Linked DNA regions of Sus scrofa: all the other regions are linked to region 1. The links are chromatin contacts, called in public HiChIP or PLAC-seq maps. All regions are on one chromosome and are shown on one strand. The core of a region is the stretch at or near the end of the contact, and the rest is flanking DNA. Distances in the headings are between cores, read along the strand shown. Region 1 overlaps MKL2 (MKL/myocardin-like protein 2). Region 2 overlaps LOC106509690 (a long non-coding RNA gene). Region 3 overlaps MKL2 (MKL/myocardin-like protein 2). Region 4 overlaps MKL2 (MKL/myocardin-like protein 2).

Region 1 (3,718 bases), core at 469-2,968:
AATTTCATTTTCCTCTACTTTCCCAGTTTTTCAAGAAGCACAAAAATTGTGTAAAATGTATGGTATTAATACCTCATTAATGCTAAAGCTTGACTTAACTGACACACAGAGATAATCCCTGTTTTACGTTAATGATTTAAAAATTCGAAGTTCCTTGCAGGAGTCAGGAGACCGTGCCCTCAAAACTCTTCTGATACTGATTTTATGAGACTCTGCAAGAAGACTTACTGTACACAGGCAGAGGCAACCCTATTGTCTGGTTCCTGGCAACAGCTATTTATACTGCATTGTGTGTTTGTTTCCATCTAGATGTTTGTTTTTTCTACCAGTAGGCAAAAGTACTATCTTCTAAAAATGCACTAGTTTGTCATCACATTCTCATATTCTAAATGTATCCAAAAAATCAAGGAGGCATATTGTTTTGGAGAAGCACAAATGCTGTCCGGCAGGTAACTACGTTTACTGTCTGGGTCTCTAAAGGTGAGGAAGAGCGGGTGGAGAGTGGAGGGGGCGGCTGAGGGCAGGAGCTGAAAGCAGAGAAAATGAAAAGAGGTGACTGGGTGGGGGTGCAGTGGGGTTTCTCCCAAAGAACACCAGAAAATCAAATTCAAAGTAAACAGGCATGAGAAAGGTGACTTTCAAATCTCAAATTCAGGAAAAACTTATTCTTTGAACATTCCAAATTTTGTACTCAGTGGTCTCTGGTCTCCAGCGGCTATAGCAAAGCATGTCATGCACAGGTCTTGCACACTTGGGTGTGCCAGAACACAGGACGGTAATGCCCAGACCTTTGGACATTTTTCTTAAATCAATCAGTGCCATACCTGTGCAGTAGCCATTTACAATATTTGAGAGTATTCTTAAGCTTTCTTGCTTTGTTTAAAAAAAAAAAAAAACCCACAAAACTATGTAATGTGCTTAAGAAAACAAAACAAAACAAAATGATGGTGCAATGTGCATGATAACCAATTAAACCAAACATTTAAAGATATAATTAAGAGCTAGTTACCTTCTTGGTTTTAAACAATACAAACCATAAACATGCTAATTAGAAAAAAAATCATTTTCCTGGAATTACGTGCTTGTAAATCTAAAAGAAGCGGTGTTCTGAAAAACACTGAAAAGGAAATGGCCTCTCCGCAAGTGGGGGTGGGGGCCCCCCAAGATTGGAGAACATGAGAAAATAGACAAAATGAACCTGGAAGGATTTTACTGAAATGACGACTGGCTTCCTAAGCCCTCTCCACTGTATCCACTGCTGCCAAATCTCTAGAGTTCTATCAGTTCAGCAATCTTGAGAAAGAGCTATCAGGAACAGCATTAAGCTTTCCTTTCAGAGAACTTGGACCCGGTACACACTGGACAGAGAGTAGACAGACACACAGCATGGGAAGCAGACACACGCTGGGCCCGGCTGACAGGAATATGAATTCGGCAGTTTTGCCCCTGGCCACAGACAGACTGACCTTCCTTGAGACTTTTCTGGTTGCTCCCTTCAAGGCATTCCTTTTCTTTGAGCGGCTCAAAATCGCCAGCAGTTAAAATCTCCGGGAAGCCCTGTTGCTGCTTCTTGGAGCTATCGATCATGGTGAGAGGCTTCTGCAGACAGGCAGCATCAAGCAGGAGAAAAGCTCAATTTGCCGAAGGAACGGCAGAGGCCAGCGCTCAGAATCCCCTGGTCCCTGGCTCCTGGGTGCTCCTCACAATACCCAACCACCAGGCAATTCTGTCTTTTAAGCCGCAGAAGGCAGACGCTACCCCTTAGTTTCCAGCTTGACCTGCAAATCCACTTGGGCTGCTGGAAGCCCTAAACTCTCCCACGTAGTCGGGAGGCAGAGCCCCGGAGGCACGATGCTGAGAGCCCACCCCTTTTCCCAGCCAGCCCCCTTCCCCCTGCCATGCCAGCTTCCCCCGCACCGGGGACTTCGAGCTGCAGTTTGATGGTCCGAATCATCTGACAAACACTGACTCAAGCAGTTAAAAATAAATCCCCTAGTTGTTAAAAAGAGAAGACTTTGCTGATACCTAAGAAGACAAATTGCTGCCTGTGGTCTCTCTCCGGCTCTCTATAAACACAGCCGCGGACCGTGGAAATACTTTCTATCAGCCGGCCAAGCACATTCATTACTCATTAAGTTCTCCGGCTAAACAGACGGCGGTCTAGGGCATCTAGAGGAAGAGGGTCTTATCTCAGCAGAGGCACCACACTGAATAAACATGCTACTGGCAAATCTGGATAAAAACAGAGGCATGCCACCTCACAGCACTCTCGTGGCGTGCCTCTGCTGCGCCCGGCTCTCCCCGCCCCGGCTCGGCCGGCGCTGTCACAGGGAAGTGTCCGAACTGCGGCTTTCCGCCTCCGCCAATGCAGACCTGGGCGGCAATTTTCCTTTGTGCCACTAGTCGGCCGAGAGAGTTAACATCGCCATGATTGTGCTAAGGAAAAATCCTCTTCCCCCGCCGCGAAAAGCAGACACCGAGAGCTTCTAGCTCCTAACAGACTGATCCAGCGACCAGCCAAGTTGAAGTTCACCTGAGCTATCAGTGGGCACCTCTTCCCCGAGTCATGGTGCTGTCCTCTAGACACAGAGATGCTGCGTGAGGAAGATCTCTAGGTAAGGCAACTCCAGGCAAAGCGGAAACAAGTCTGCCTGCATACACCCCAAACGTGCATCTATCTACAGCCGACGCCAAAAAATAAATAAAATCTTATTTCAATGGTTCCAAGTATGTTCATTTGCAAAGAGCTCCCATAAAACCCCTCAGAGGTTGTGAGAGCAGTAGACGGAGTCCTCCTCCATGAGAGATCTGTTCACTTTTCTTAAAAAAATAATCAATATTTAGCAGTGTCTGGAATGCTGGAGAGTTGTCAATAAATACTTGTTGCATGACTGAGTGAATGAATTAAAGCAAAATACTCAGAGCTCTTCTTTTGATAATACGCAGCGTCACTAATTTAAGGTAAACAACTGCATACATGTTCTTTAAAGAAAGCCCATTTTTTCTCTTTAAAAGAAAATACACAAATACACTTTCTATGTGCATCTGACATGGTCCTTCTGTGGAATAAAGAAAGGTTCATTTTACAGACAGAAAAATCAATATTTTCATCAATTAACAGAGATACGGACTAGAAGAAGACTCTTTCCTTTGTCCCTGGTTCCAAGGCTGGTGTGCACTAAACCTGTGCTGTTCTAGAAAGATAGTTATCTACTCTTCTCCAGCATCTCTCGAGAATGAGATTACACAACACATGACATGCGTCTTGTCAACTGAAATTCCTTCTGAGGCAGTTTAAAGCCATCATTGCTGGTCTAAACCCCTGCAGGAACAAGCAGCGGACAAACTTAACACACTTCTCAAAAATGCCCTTGAATGCTGTTATTTCTGATCCTAAGGCTTCTATTCGTCAAAATTAACTGTTCCTACACCTTTAAGAGAGTGTTCTTACACTCCTTTAAGGAGTAAGAAAAATAAACATCATTATTTGCAGACATTCTTTCGGTCGGTCACTTTATTAGAAGTTTTATAAAGTTTATCTCATTTAACCCCCAATAGCCCTGTGCGATTCTTTGATTATTCATACATTATAGACATTTTACAGACCGAGGCCAAAGTCACAAAGCTTGAAAGAGTGGCAGGCCTGGAATTTAACCAAAGTCTTATTCGTTCTTCAAAGCCCATGTCTTTTTTTCTATGGCAATGCAGTGCCTGCTAC
Region 2 (3,718 bases), core at 403-2,902, 220 kb after region 1:
CTGCAGTTTCGCTGTGGGCTTGACCTGACTTGTATTTGCTGAAATGAGAAGGAAGGTACCTGGGGCGTAAACACATGGCGTCTCCAGTCTCGAGGCTGCTGGGAGCAGCGGGTGGGGGCAGGTACATGCAAGGTCCTTCTTTTTGCCTTTGCTACCCAGCGTCTGCCTCCTTTCAAATCTTTTGCCAACCTAGGCTTTACTGATCCCCCGTCTTGGGTCAGTGAAAATAAATAACTCACCTATTACACACACTCTGGGCGTGTGGGATCAGCACACCAGCCTTAGATGGTATGACTTCATGATCGCTTCAGGTGTGTACCCTCGGGGTTTGCACCCAAATACAAGGCAATAGATGGGTATGGATGGGGCAGTGAGGGAGTGTACGCAGAGCTTCAGGGTAAACCACCATAAAAATGGGTTGGCCAGGTTTTTTTCCCCCTCACCAAACTGTATTTCTTAAAAATCCCTGGTGGCTTAGCTGTTAAGGATCCAGTGTTGTCACTGCTGTGGTGATGTTCTATCCCTGATCTAGGAAATTCTGCATGGTGTGCCCCCCCCCCAAAAGACCAAAAACTTTGCAGTGTAATTTACATACAACACACAGCAGTACTTAAAATGTATACTTTGATGATAACTGGCATATGTGTATGTTGTGACACCATCAATGCAAGATTCCGGACATTCCATGAACTCCAAATGAGTTTTCTTGTGGGTATGGCCAGTTTTTATCTTCAGTTTGGAAACTTTTTTGGTTTTGAGGGAATTGGATCTCACTAGGAGCCCAGGGCTCACCTTGGGGTCACTGATGGTATTGAAGTGATCCCTTAGCACCCCCATCCCCCACTCAGCAAATCCACCCCTTCCGCAGGGAGAACAATCCCTCTGACCAACAAAAGACGGGACTTCCAGTATGACTCACCCTCAGTCCTGGGGCTCATACTCAGGCTCTGATAAGAGGCAGTCAATCTGTCCTCCGTTTGTTTATAATGAGTCACGCTGGAAATCAGGCAGCTCCTTTTTTTTTTTTTTTTTCCTCTCCCGCGTCACCGTTGGGCAAGACCCAGAGGCAGCTACACCCCCATTCAAAGTGCAGTCATCCTTATAGAGTCCGGTGACTCAATGGGGCCCCCTACCGGTGGAGACAGGCAGGGCCACGTCGTGGAGCTGAGGTCGGCCTTTCTCCCCTGCTTCAAGGACGGATCTCAGCGACTTCCAGATTTGCAAGAGGAACTCGGGAAAAAGCAGCTGAGTTTTCTGTGCATCCTGTCCACCGCCCCCAATTATTAGTGACAGAGTGGGGAATGAGTCACAACTTGCAGCCGGTGCCCACGCTGCAGCGATTAAGCACATAATTGCTTCAATGATGAACCTTCCTCCAACTGCAGTCCCCCCCACCCCTGACCCCGGAGCTTTTGACTGTGAGCCTGCAGTCTCGGGGGCAGGAATTGTGAGGGCCTGGCTTTAAAAAGACGATGCCTCTTGGACCCGGATTTAAAATTCCTGCGTACAAGTCCTGATGGGAGCCTGGGGGAGGTTTCAACTAGAATTAATATCATGATCAAGTCAACATAAAGTAGATTGATCTGCTGTTTCAAGGTACTGCGGCAAAGCCCTCTGTTTGGAGAACAAATCACCATAGCAACTCAGCCGCCCCAGTTACAGTAGGCTCAGGACGACCAAAATAAAAATCCTCACCAAATCTCAGGATTGGCTGAGAGCTGCTGTCAGACTTTCGGTTTCCAGCCGACATTAGCCAGCACGCATTAATGTTTCCTAAATCGCTGAAAGGGATGCTTTAAATAGTAATAAAACTATCCAGCCAGGTTAGAGAGGGGTTCTGCTCCCCCCGCCCCCCGCTTCTAGTTTAAACACGAGCAGATCCCATCGCCAAACAGCAGCATTTGTCCTTAAAATAGACCAGAAAAGGGCTCATTGTTACTTATCGTGGTTTGCTAGTTCCGTTCCAAGTTAGGGGTACATAGCACAATAAATGCTGATTTGTAAGAAGAGCCAAATCAGTATAACAGGTTTTCTGTAGGTGTGAAAGGAAAAAAAGGGAAAGCACTCTTTTCTCCCTCCATCCCCAGGACCTCAGCCCTGGGTTTTGGTTCCATTCATTACCTGTTCTCTCTCCTGCATCTTCCTTCTCTCACTGGGTCCTGGCGCCTTCCTTCTGATCACCTTGGCCTAAGGCTTGCCCAGTCTCGCAATCCTAAGGATTCCTCGGTGCCTCAGTCTGGCGTGTGCCCCAGGCTCCCTGCAACCACCATCCTGGACACCCAGAGCTCCCCTGCCGTGTTGCAAACTGAGGCCACCAGCGTTCCTGCTGCTCAACTCCTGACCCTGTGGGTCACTGCCTTGAAATTCTCCCCTGCTTTTGATTCTGGTGGCGGCATGATCCAGAATCTTCTTTTTAGAATGTATCCTCTATCATCTCACCTCCTAAATGTAGGCATTTTCTAAAGTCCTGTTTCATATTTGCTCATTTATTTTTTGTCTTCAATTCTCACTTCCCAGCAGAGGTCTGCCACCTCTTCGGTTGAGACTGCCTGACCATGGCTCTCGCAAAACTCGATCCTAAGTGAGCTGAGCCTTGCCTGCACAGTCTTTCTCCAGACTCTTTGTTTCTGTTAATGGCTTCCTTGTCTCCTGAGGCTTCAAGGCGAGGTGTTATTCAGATTCTTCCTAGGCATGTAATTTCCTTGCCGCATTCCCTAGACTGTCCTTTGATGCTTCTTCAGTTTATGTCCTTTCCATTCCCAAAGCTATACCATCTGAGTTTTGGCCAAAACCACCTGTTGCTTAGATTGTTAATGACAGTTTCTGAAATGGTCTTTTCACCTGCAGCCCTTCCCCCCAGGTAGCAAGGTATGGTAGAAAGGAAGGCGGCTTTGGAGTTGGGGTCCCATCTCTGCCCTTTATGTCCACGGTGACTTTAATTTCTTGATCCCTCCGAGGCTTCATCTCCTCATCTGTAAAGCAGGTGTCATCCCTCTTTCAGGGTGTGAGGATTTAATGGGGGTAACATATGTGAAATATCTAAGTGCTCAACCGATCTTAGTTCCTTTCCATTGCAAACTTACTACTGCCAGACCCAAGTCTTAAAACAGCCTTCTTGGTCACGTCCTTCCCTTACTCCAATGTTCCTTTTTCTACTGAAATAAGAACAAACTCCTCAAGCCTAGCACTTGGGAGACTCCTACACTATGCCCCCCGTGTCTTGTTCCCACTCTGCTGTTCACGACTTTCTTGAAACACCATTCTGTTTCCCATCTGTTTCTTTGCTTGTGCTCTGTGCTTGGACGTCAGTGCATCATCTGCATCTCTGTCTGATGAAATCCTAGCTGTGCTTTCAGTCTCATCTTGAATCCTACGTTCTCTTTGAGGCCAGCCCTGCCCCTAGCCCTGGATATGACTTCATTCTCTGAGCCCTGCCGCACTGATCCCTCTCTAGAGGTGTTTTTAAGACCTTACTTGCTCATGTTCTTTGTTGGACTTCTCTTTGCTGCACGACTGAACGTCCTTGCTGGCGTGGACTGGTACAGCATCAGATCCAGAGGGGGCCCTCCGCCTTATGCAATAAATGCCTTTTGCCAAAAACAAACCTGCCCAGTCACGCTTCCCTTGTTCTACTGAGCTTTCTTCTTCCCCCAGCTGCGGCTGGGTGTCACCCTTCCCAGAAACAAGCTGTTCATGGGAGCAAACCTCTCCTCTCATT
Region 3 (3,718 bases), core at 874-3,373, 170 kb after region 1:
TAGCTCCAAGCCAGGTCTGCAAACTACACCACAGCTCACAGCATCGCCGGATCCTTAACCCACTGACTGAGGCCAGGGATCGAACCCACATCCTCATGGCCACTAGTCCAGTTCATTACTGCTGAGCCACAATAGAAATTCCAATAGATGTTGTTTTAAGCAACTAAAATCTTCGAAATATGTTAGAGGAGCAACAGAAAAATAACACACCAATATTGGTGTCACCACACCTCAGATGGTTTGCAGGGCCTGAGCACTCACCCATGTCTAAAAATATCTCTTCTACTGACCTGCCACATTGACCGACATTCCTGCTGTCAGAGGCACATTTTGAAATCAAGGCATTTGTTTTCCATCCGAAGTTTTGTTGAGAAGCACAGACACAATCTGAGATGAAGTAATACATTAGCAGCCTATCACTAATTAACACGCAACCAGAGGCTTTTCCTGCTCCAGAACATGAAACACGCATTTTTTTTTTCTTTTAAGGCCACACGCATGGCATATGGAAGTTCTTGGGCTAGGGGTCAGATCGGAGATGCAGCTGCCACCTATGCTCCGGCCACAGCAACACTGACGCTCCCTCTGCAACCTTTGCCACAGCTTGTGGCAACCCTGGATCCTTAACCCACTGAATGAGGCCAGGGACTGAACCCACATCCTCATGACACTATGTTGGGTTCTTAACTTGCTGAACAGCAACGGGAATTGCAAAAGAGGCATGTTTTGAAGCAGAGTCCAGAACTTCCAAACAGAAAAGGATCCTGCTCTGAAGGAAAGATCTAGGTAGGAGACAAAAGTTGGGGGATCCTGTATGCTGTGCAGGGACTAAAGGCTCATTAGAGACAGGAATGAGAGTGTCCCCCAATATAATTTATCCGGAGCCAGTATTCTGCCTTGTTGCCTTTGCGCTTGCTGTTCCTTAGGCCCAGAATGCCTTTTCCTCAGCTCTTCTTGGGGCAGGCTTCCTCTCATTATCCAGGGTCAGCTCATCACAAAGGCCTCTCATGGAGTTCCCATTGTGGCTCAGTGGAAATGAATCTGATTAGCATCCATGAGGACGCAGGTTTGATCCCTGGCCTCGCTCAGTGGGTTGAGGATCTGGCATTGCCATGAGCTGTGGTGTAGATCGCAGACATGACTCAGATCCTGCGTTGCTGTGGCTGTGATCTAGGCCAGCAACTACAGCTCCGATTTGACCCCTAGCCTGGGAACTTCCATATGCCGCAGATGTGGCCCTACAATTAAAACAAACAAACAAACAAACAAAAAAAGGTGTGGCCCTAAAATAAGATAAAAAAAGGGGGGGGGGCTCTCATACCATCAGCTAAAGCAGCATTCCTTTCCCCTGGTCACTCCATGGCCAGGCTCTCCAAGGCCCTATCACTCTCTGAAATGATTTTATTTGCATTTTAAGGTGCTTATAAGGTATACCCCAACTAGGCTATCAGCTCCAAGAATGCTAGGACTTGGCTTCTTTGGGGGTATCCCTAATGTCCAAACAATAGCTGAAACATGATGGGCATTCAACAAACGTGTGTTGAATGAACGGAAGACTAAAACACAAGGTCGCCTCTGCCATAATCAATAAGAGACATACAAGGTGAGATTCTTTAAGGGTATGGAAGAGGATGGAAGAGAATTCATTGAAAAACGTTGGGATGTGTTCATGGCAGACGGGTGATTGACAGGATGATGGACCAACACAAGCAGGGTCTTGGCAGTGGGTGTCAATCCCATTTGGCCAGACCGAAGCGGGTATGGACAGAGGTGACTCTGTCGTCAAGGTCGTTAAGGTTAAGCTTCAGGGTTCATCACTTGCACGGGCACTTCTGAGGTCCTAGCAAGGAGCTCGCATGGTTATTCATGCGGATAACCTTTGCCAGAGTGTGAGAGTTTGACTGCACTCCGTTGAGACCAATGTCTCCTTCCTTCCACTGCGCTCATCTCACGTCCTCTTGGGGTGGGGAGGCCGGAATTTCTGTGGGTTTTCTTGGATCTCGCTGAGGGAAGTTGAGTTGGAGATACACGTGGTCTGGGTCGAGAGGGCTCTACTTGTGCAGTTCAAGGTCACTTCCTCATCTGGTTCAGTAACTGCTACCCCCGGAGGACTGGACAGTGAGCGGAAGGGTCGGGGGACAGAACCTTGAAGAGGCTCCCCCTTTAACCAGAGGAAAGGAACTAGCACTATTGAGCAATCACTCTTTGCCAGGCGTCATGCCAAGGACTGGATGTACATGCTCTTGGTTAATTCTCAAACCACCCGATAAGGCAACCTGATACTGTACCCTTTCCATAGACGCAAACCGGAAGCTCAGAAGCATTAGGATTGAACCAGGTTTATTCCGCTCTAAAACCTATGTCATTCCCACACATGGGGAAGGAGAGGAAAGAGAAGTGCTTTGGGGCGGTGACAAGGAAGCTGGTGGGGGACAGAACATGAACAGGAAGGAAACAATGGCCAGTGGGGACACATCTCACGGAGCCAGGGATGGAAAATGCAAATGCCCGCCAGGCTGGGCAGTTCAGCAAGTGAGTGCGGGTGTTTTCAGCATAAAACTCCTAAGGATTGTCTTTGCTTACAGAGATTGATTTATGCTTTCTTTTCAAAAAACATACCACTTCCTTGGTCTGGTTTTCAATTTCCTGGGTACAGGAAGGATTTCTTGAGCGTAAGGAATACGACTCTGTGTGTGCAATGATCCTGGGCTCTGGAGTCTTGGTTTCAGGGCTGGGGATGGGTGGGGAGTATGGAAAACTGAAGAACTCCTGCAGATACTCGGCTCCAGTCCACGATGCCAGGGGGGAATGGGGACCTAGGATTGTCAGATCTGACTTTCTAAGAGAAGCCAAAAAAAAAAAAAAAAAAAAATCAGATTTTTGTGTAAATTCTTAATTTCTGAATGTTGTCAATGATTTTTTTTTTTTTTTGTCTTTTTGTCTTTTGAGGACCGCACCCGCAGCATATGGAGATTCCCAGGTTAGGGGTCTAATCGGAGCTGCAGCCACCGGCCTACATCAACGCCAGATCCGAGCTGCGTTTGTGATCTACACCACAGCTCATGGCAACGCCGGATCCTTAATCCATTGAGCGAGGCCAGGGATTGAACCCAAAACCTCATGGTTCCTAGTCAGATTCATTTCTGCTGAGCCATGACAGGAACTCTGAATTCACTTTTTAAAGATTAATGTAGAGCCTGCAAGGTATATCTGTGAGTCAGCTATGGAACCATGTTTGGTCTGGAATTAATGAGGTCAGTGAGAATAATAAACAATGATGCGGGAGTTCCCCTCGTGGCGCAGTGGTTAACGAATCCCACTAGGAACCATGAGGTTGCCTGCCGGTTCGGTCCCTGCCCTTGCTCAGTGGGTTAACGATCCGGCGTTGCCGTGAGCTGTGGTGTAGGTTGCAGACGAGGCTCGGATCCCACGTTGCTGTGGCTCTGGTGTAGGCCAATGGCTACAGCTCCGATTAGACCCCTAGCCTGGGAACCTCCATATGCCGTGGGAGCAGCCCCAAAGAAATAGCTAAAAGACAAAAAAAATAAATAAATAAATAAAATAAAAAATAAAAAAATAAAAAAAACAATGATGCAACCTGATGATGAGGAATGTGAGACTATTTAATATGCACCAAGTACTGTTTTAAACGTCTGAACTGAAAGAACTGATTTAAGTTTCACCACAACCCTGTAAAGGGAGATATTATTATCCCCAT
Region 4 (3,718 bases), core at 666-3,165, 140 kb after region 1:
CCATGAGGTTGCGGGTCTGATCCCTGGTCTTTCTCAGTGGATTAACAATCTGGCGTTGCCGGGAGCTGTGGTGTAGGTCGCAGACGTGGCTCGGATCCCATGTTGCTGTGGCTCTGGTGTAGGCCGGTGGCTACAACTCCGATTTGACCCCTAGCCTGGGAACCTCCATATGCCATGAGAACGGCCCAAGAAATGGCAAAAAGACCAACAAACAAACAAACAAACAAACAAAAAACCCGATGTAGGAAGTAAGGCCCTTCATATATCCAGGCAGATACATGCACCCCTCTGTTCACTGCAGCACTATTCGCAATAGCTAAGATAGGGAAACAGCCTAAATGCCCATCGACAGATGAATGGATTGAGAAGGTGTGGTATATACACAATGGAATACTACTATGCCATAATTAAAAAAATGAAATAATGCCATTTGCAGCAACATAGATGCAACTAGAGATTCTCATACTAAGTGAAGTAAGTTAGAAAGAAAAAGACAAATACCATGTGATATCACTTATATGTGGAAACTAAAATATGGCACAAATGAACCTTCCTACAAAGCCGAAACAGACTCACAGACATAGAGAATAGACCGTGGTTGCTGAGGGGGAGGGGGAAGGGAGTGGGATGGACTGGGAGTTTGGGGTTAGTAGATGCAATAAGCAATGAGGTCCTGCTGTGTAGCACAGGGAACAATATCCAGTCTCTTGGGATAGACCATGATGGAAGATCATATAAGAAATGGAATGTGTATGTATATCTTTGGGTCACTGTTTTACAGCAGAAATTGGCACAACACTGTAAATCAAATATACGTTAATTTAAAATTTTTTTTAAATTAAAAAAAAAAAAAAGTAAGGCCCTTAAGAGTTATTCATTTCTTGGGGGAGGGATTTGAGGTAGGGTGTTTCATGCAATCACCCATGCATACTAAGTGCTATGCTGGCTCTGGGGATGTCATGACGAACTTCAGACATGGTTCTCAGCCTCAGAGAGCTTACTTTCTAGGGGAGGAGAACAGACCAGACATAAAGTACAGAAGAAAACGAGGATAACTGTGAGCCGTGATAGAAAGCATGAGGGAAATCAGCAAAGAGGTCTGGGAAAACGTTTCTAAGGTGATGACACCAAGGCTGAGACCCGAGGAATGAAAAGGAGAGAAACGCATCAAAAATGGAGAAGAACAGAGGGAACAATGTGGACAAAACCCTGAGCCAGATGGGAGCTTGCTGTGTTTGAGGAGATGAGGCACCAATTACCAGGAACACTAGGTTCTAATTTGACTTAGAAAAGAATCCTAGGAGTTCGCACCTGGCACTGTGGGTTAAGGATCTGGCATTGCTGCAACTGTGAGGCAGGCTGCAGCAGCAGCTCAGATTCAGTCCCTGGCCAGGAAACTTCCATATGCCTTGAGTGTGGCCAACCAAAAAAAAAAAAAAAGAAAAGAATCCTAAACCCACAGTCACCACCACAACCACCACTGCATTTCACTTGGTCCTGCCAACGGCCCTACCAGACAGCAGCGGTAAATGAAATCACCACCACCAGGCCAGAACCTCCGTAAATTTAATAGCAGACAGAGCGTAATCATATGCTGTACTCTAAGCGTTTATGCACTCCCCCAAATTCTTCTGTTGAAACCTAATCCTCAACATGATGATATTAGGAGGTGGAGGCCTTTGGAGATGAGGGTGGAGCCCCTGTGAAGGGATTAGTGCCCTTAGTGCCGTTAGAACAGAGGTCCCTTTGTGTTCCCTTGCCCCTCAGTATGTGAGGACATGGTGAGAAGTTGGTGTCTATGAATCCGGAAGTGGACTGTCACCAGACACTGAATCTGCCGGTGAATCATCCCTGGACCACCAGCCTTTGGAATGGTGAGCACTAAATGTTTATGTATCACCCAGTTTATGGCATTGTTGTTATAGCAGCCAGGAGGGACCAAGACACCATGCTGGTGTTTTATGGTCGTGTGAGGACATGTGGCATAATTCACGTCAGTGAGGAAATCAATCTCCTTGCTGCTCTTTTCCTTCACGAAACCTGATATGAGAGGAAGAGGCCAGATTGGAAGGCCTCTTCGTTAGCAGAGCATGTTTGTGAGAGAAGAAACTTGGGAGGGAATGTCCAGAGCAGAGCTTGAAATGGGGAAGTTGAGAAGAAAAGAGTTGTTCTTTTAAGAAAAGGTGGAATTTGCAATATCCAAGCCATGGAAACAATCTAAATGTCCCTAGGCCGATGAATGGATAAAGAAGATGCGGTACATGTGTACACAATGGAATACTACCCGGTCATCAAAAATGAAATAATGCCATTGGCAGCAGCATGGATGAACTGGGAAATTACCATACTACTTAGTGGATTAAGTCAGATAAAGACAAATTTCATATGATATCCACTTATATGTGGAAGCTAAAACGTGACCCAAAAGAACCTATCTGTAAGACAGAAACAGACTCACGGACACAGAGAAACGACTTGGGTTGCCAGGGGTGGGGGAATGAGGAGGGAAGGACTGGGAGTTTGGGGTTAGCAGTTGCAAACTACTATATAGAGGATGGATAAACACCAGGGTCCTACTGTCTGGCACAGGGAACTATATTCAATAGCCTGTGATAAACCATAACGGAAGAAAGTATGTGCCAAAGAATCCATAAAACTGAATCACTTTGCTGTACAGCAGAAATGAACACAACATGGCAAATCAACTCTACTTCAATAAACTTTTTTCTGAAAAGGTCAAAGCGGAGAAGAATATTGGCAGGGGGTGGAGAGGGGTGGTAAAAGAAGAAAGAAAGAGAAGGATGTTTCCAGGACATGGAAGGATGACCCTGAAACTCATTTATCAGTCGTCCGTATTGCAAACTCCTTCCAGACCCCAAAACCCTTGTAAAGTCTACCACACACTCAGATCTAGTGCATCTTTGTGCATCTGTGTGTCTGGGAGTGCCTCTGTGTATGTCTGGGTGTGAGACTGTGTGTGTCTATCTGCGTGTGTGGGGGTGAGCATCTGTGTGTGCCCTGGGTGTGTCTAGGCGTGTGTGTCTGGCTGTGACTCTATGAATGTCTGGGTGTGTGTCTGCATGTGAGTTTGTATATGTCTGTGGACCTGTCTGTTGGGGGGAGGGCATGCATCTGTGTGCGTCTGGGTGTAAGTGTCTGGATGTGCATCTGTGTGTGTGAACATTTGTTTGTGTGTATCGTTGTGTCTGTCTATGCTTGGATGTGTCTGTTTTTATGTGCCTTTCTTCCTGAGTGTGTGTGTACCTCTAGCTGTATATGTTTGTGTCTGGGTATGTTTGTGTGTGTGTGTGCGTGCCCTGGAAATCACAACAGGGAACTGAACACGTGCAGAGTGAAGACAAAGGAATTGCCACAAGACCGCAAAAGTCTGCTGAGACAGGAGGCAGTGGAGGTGCAGGTGACAATGAGAGTGTAAGGGCCCAGGAATCCAATGACATCTTTGCAAGGACATCGGTGTCTCCCCAGGACTTGGACTGTGCGTGGGGGTGGCGAGTCAAGTCAGTATTGTCTAGAGACCTCAGCAGGCAGGGCGACCCTTGCAAATTGGCACCTGGCTTGTAGTGTGTTATCTCCACTCTGCAGCTGAGAAAACAGTCTCACAGCTTGGGCTTGCATGGGATGGGGAAAGACACCTAAGGGAAGCACGGGGGCCTGGGCCTCCGAGGCCACCGGGTGGCTGACCCTGGGCTGAAACCCT

What was found. HiChIP or PLAC-seq counts read pairs in DNA pulled down with a chosen protein or histone mark.
Region 2: a contact with region 1 is called in an H3K27ac HiChIP or PLAC-seq map of skeletal muscle, with 12 times the contacts expected there. The contact joins two enhancer-like sites. A contact is called at or near these places in 1 of 5 promoter capture datasets (liver), 20 of 47 Hi-C or Micro-C datasets (adipose tissue, alveolar macrophages, brain and 12 more) and 2 of 2 datasets of contacts at active chromatin or transcription factors (alveolar macrophages and skeletal muscle).
Region 3: an H3K27ac HiChIP or PLAC-seq map of alveolar macrophages shows a contact between it and region 1. The contact joins two enhancer-like sites. A contact is called at or near these places in 1 of 47 Hi-C or Micro-C datasets (embryonic fibroblasts) and 2 of 2 datasets of contacts at active chromatin or transcription factors (alveolar macrophages and skeletal muscle).
Region 4: an H3K27ac HiChIP or PLAC-seq map of skeletal muscle shows a contact between it and region 1. The contact joins two enhancer-like sites. A contact is called at or near these places in 3 of 47 Hi-C or Micro-C datasets (embryonic fibroblasts and skeletal muscle) and 2 of 2 datasets of contacts at active chromatin or transcription factors (alveolar macrophages and skeletal muscle).

The regions. Positions count from the first base shown.
Region 1 is chr3:29,042,578-29,046,295 of Sscrofa11.1, forward strand. The region is part of intron 4 of MKL2 (MKL/myocardin-like protein 2); the gene reads right to left. Among named protein-coding and RNA genes, the nearest start is that of TRNAT-CGU, 110 kb to the left of the region's middle. Within about 2 kb of position 1,719, at least 63 of the 83 cell types and tissues checked have an H3K27ac peak or open chromatin away from gene starts, as enhancers often do. A contact at or near this core is called in adipose tissue, alveolar macrophages, brain and 4 more, where this site is marked.
Region 2 is chr3:29,260,484-29,264,201 of Sscrofa11.1, forward strand. It overlaps LOC106509690 (a long non-coding RNA gene), which reads right to left. Exons shown (of 4, transcript XR_002342411.1): 1 at 920-3,718. Among named protein-coding and RNA genes, the nearest start is that of MKL2, 22 kb to the left of the region's middle. Within about 2 kb of position 1,653, at least 47 of the 83 cell types and tissues checked have an H3K27ac peak or open chromatin away from gene starts, as enhancers often do. A contact at or near this core is called in adipose tissue, alveolar macrophages, brain and 4 more, where this site is marked.
Region 3 is chr3:29,210,543-29,214,260 of Sscrofa11.1, forward strand. All of the region lies in intron 1 of MKL2 (MKL/myocardin-like protein 2), which reads right to left. Among named protein-coding and RNA genes, the nearest start is that of MKL2, 28 kb to the right of the region's middle. Within about 2 kb of position 2,124, at least 21 of the 83 cell types and tissues checked have an H3K27ac peak or open chromatin away from gene starts, as enhancers often do. A contact at or near this core is called in alveolar macrophages and skeletal muscle, where this site is marked.
Region 4 is chr3:29,177,581-29,181,298 of Sscrofa11.1, forward strand. The region is part of intron 1 of MKL2 (MKL/myocardin-like protein 2); the gene reads right to left. Among named protein-coding and RNA genes, the nearest start is that of MKL2, 61 kb to the right of the region's middle. Within about 2 kb of position 1,916, at least 1 of the 83 cell types and tissues checked has an H3K27ac peak or open chromatin away from gene starts, as enhancers often do. A contact at or near this core is called in skeletal muscle, where this site is marked.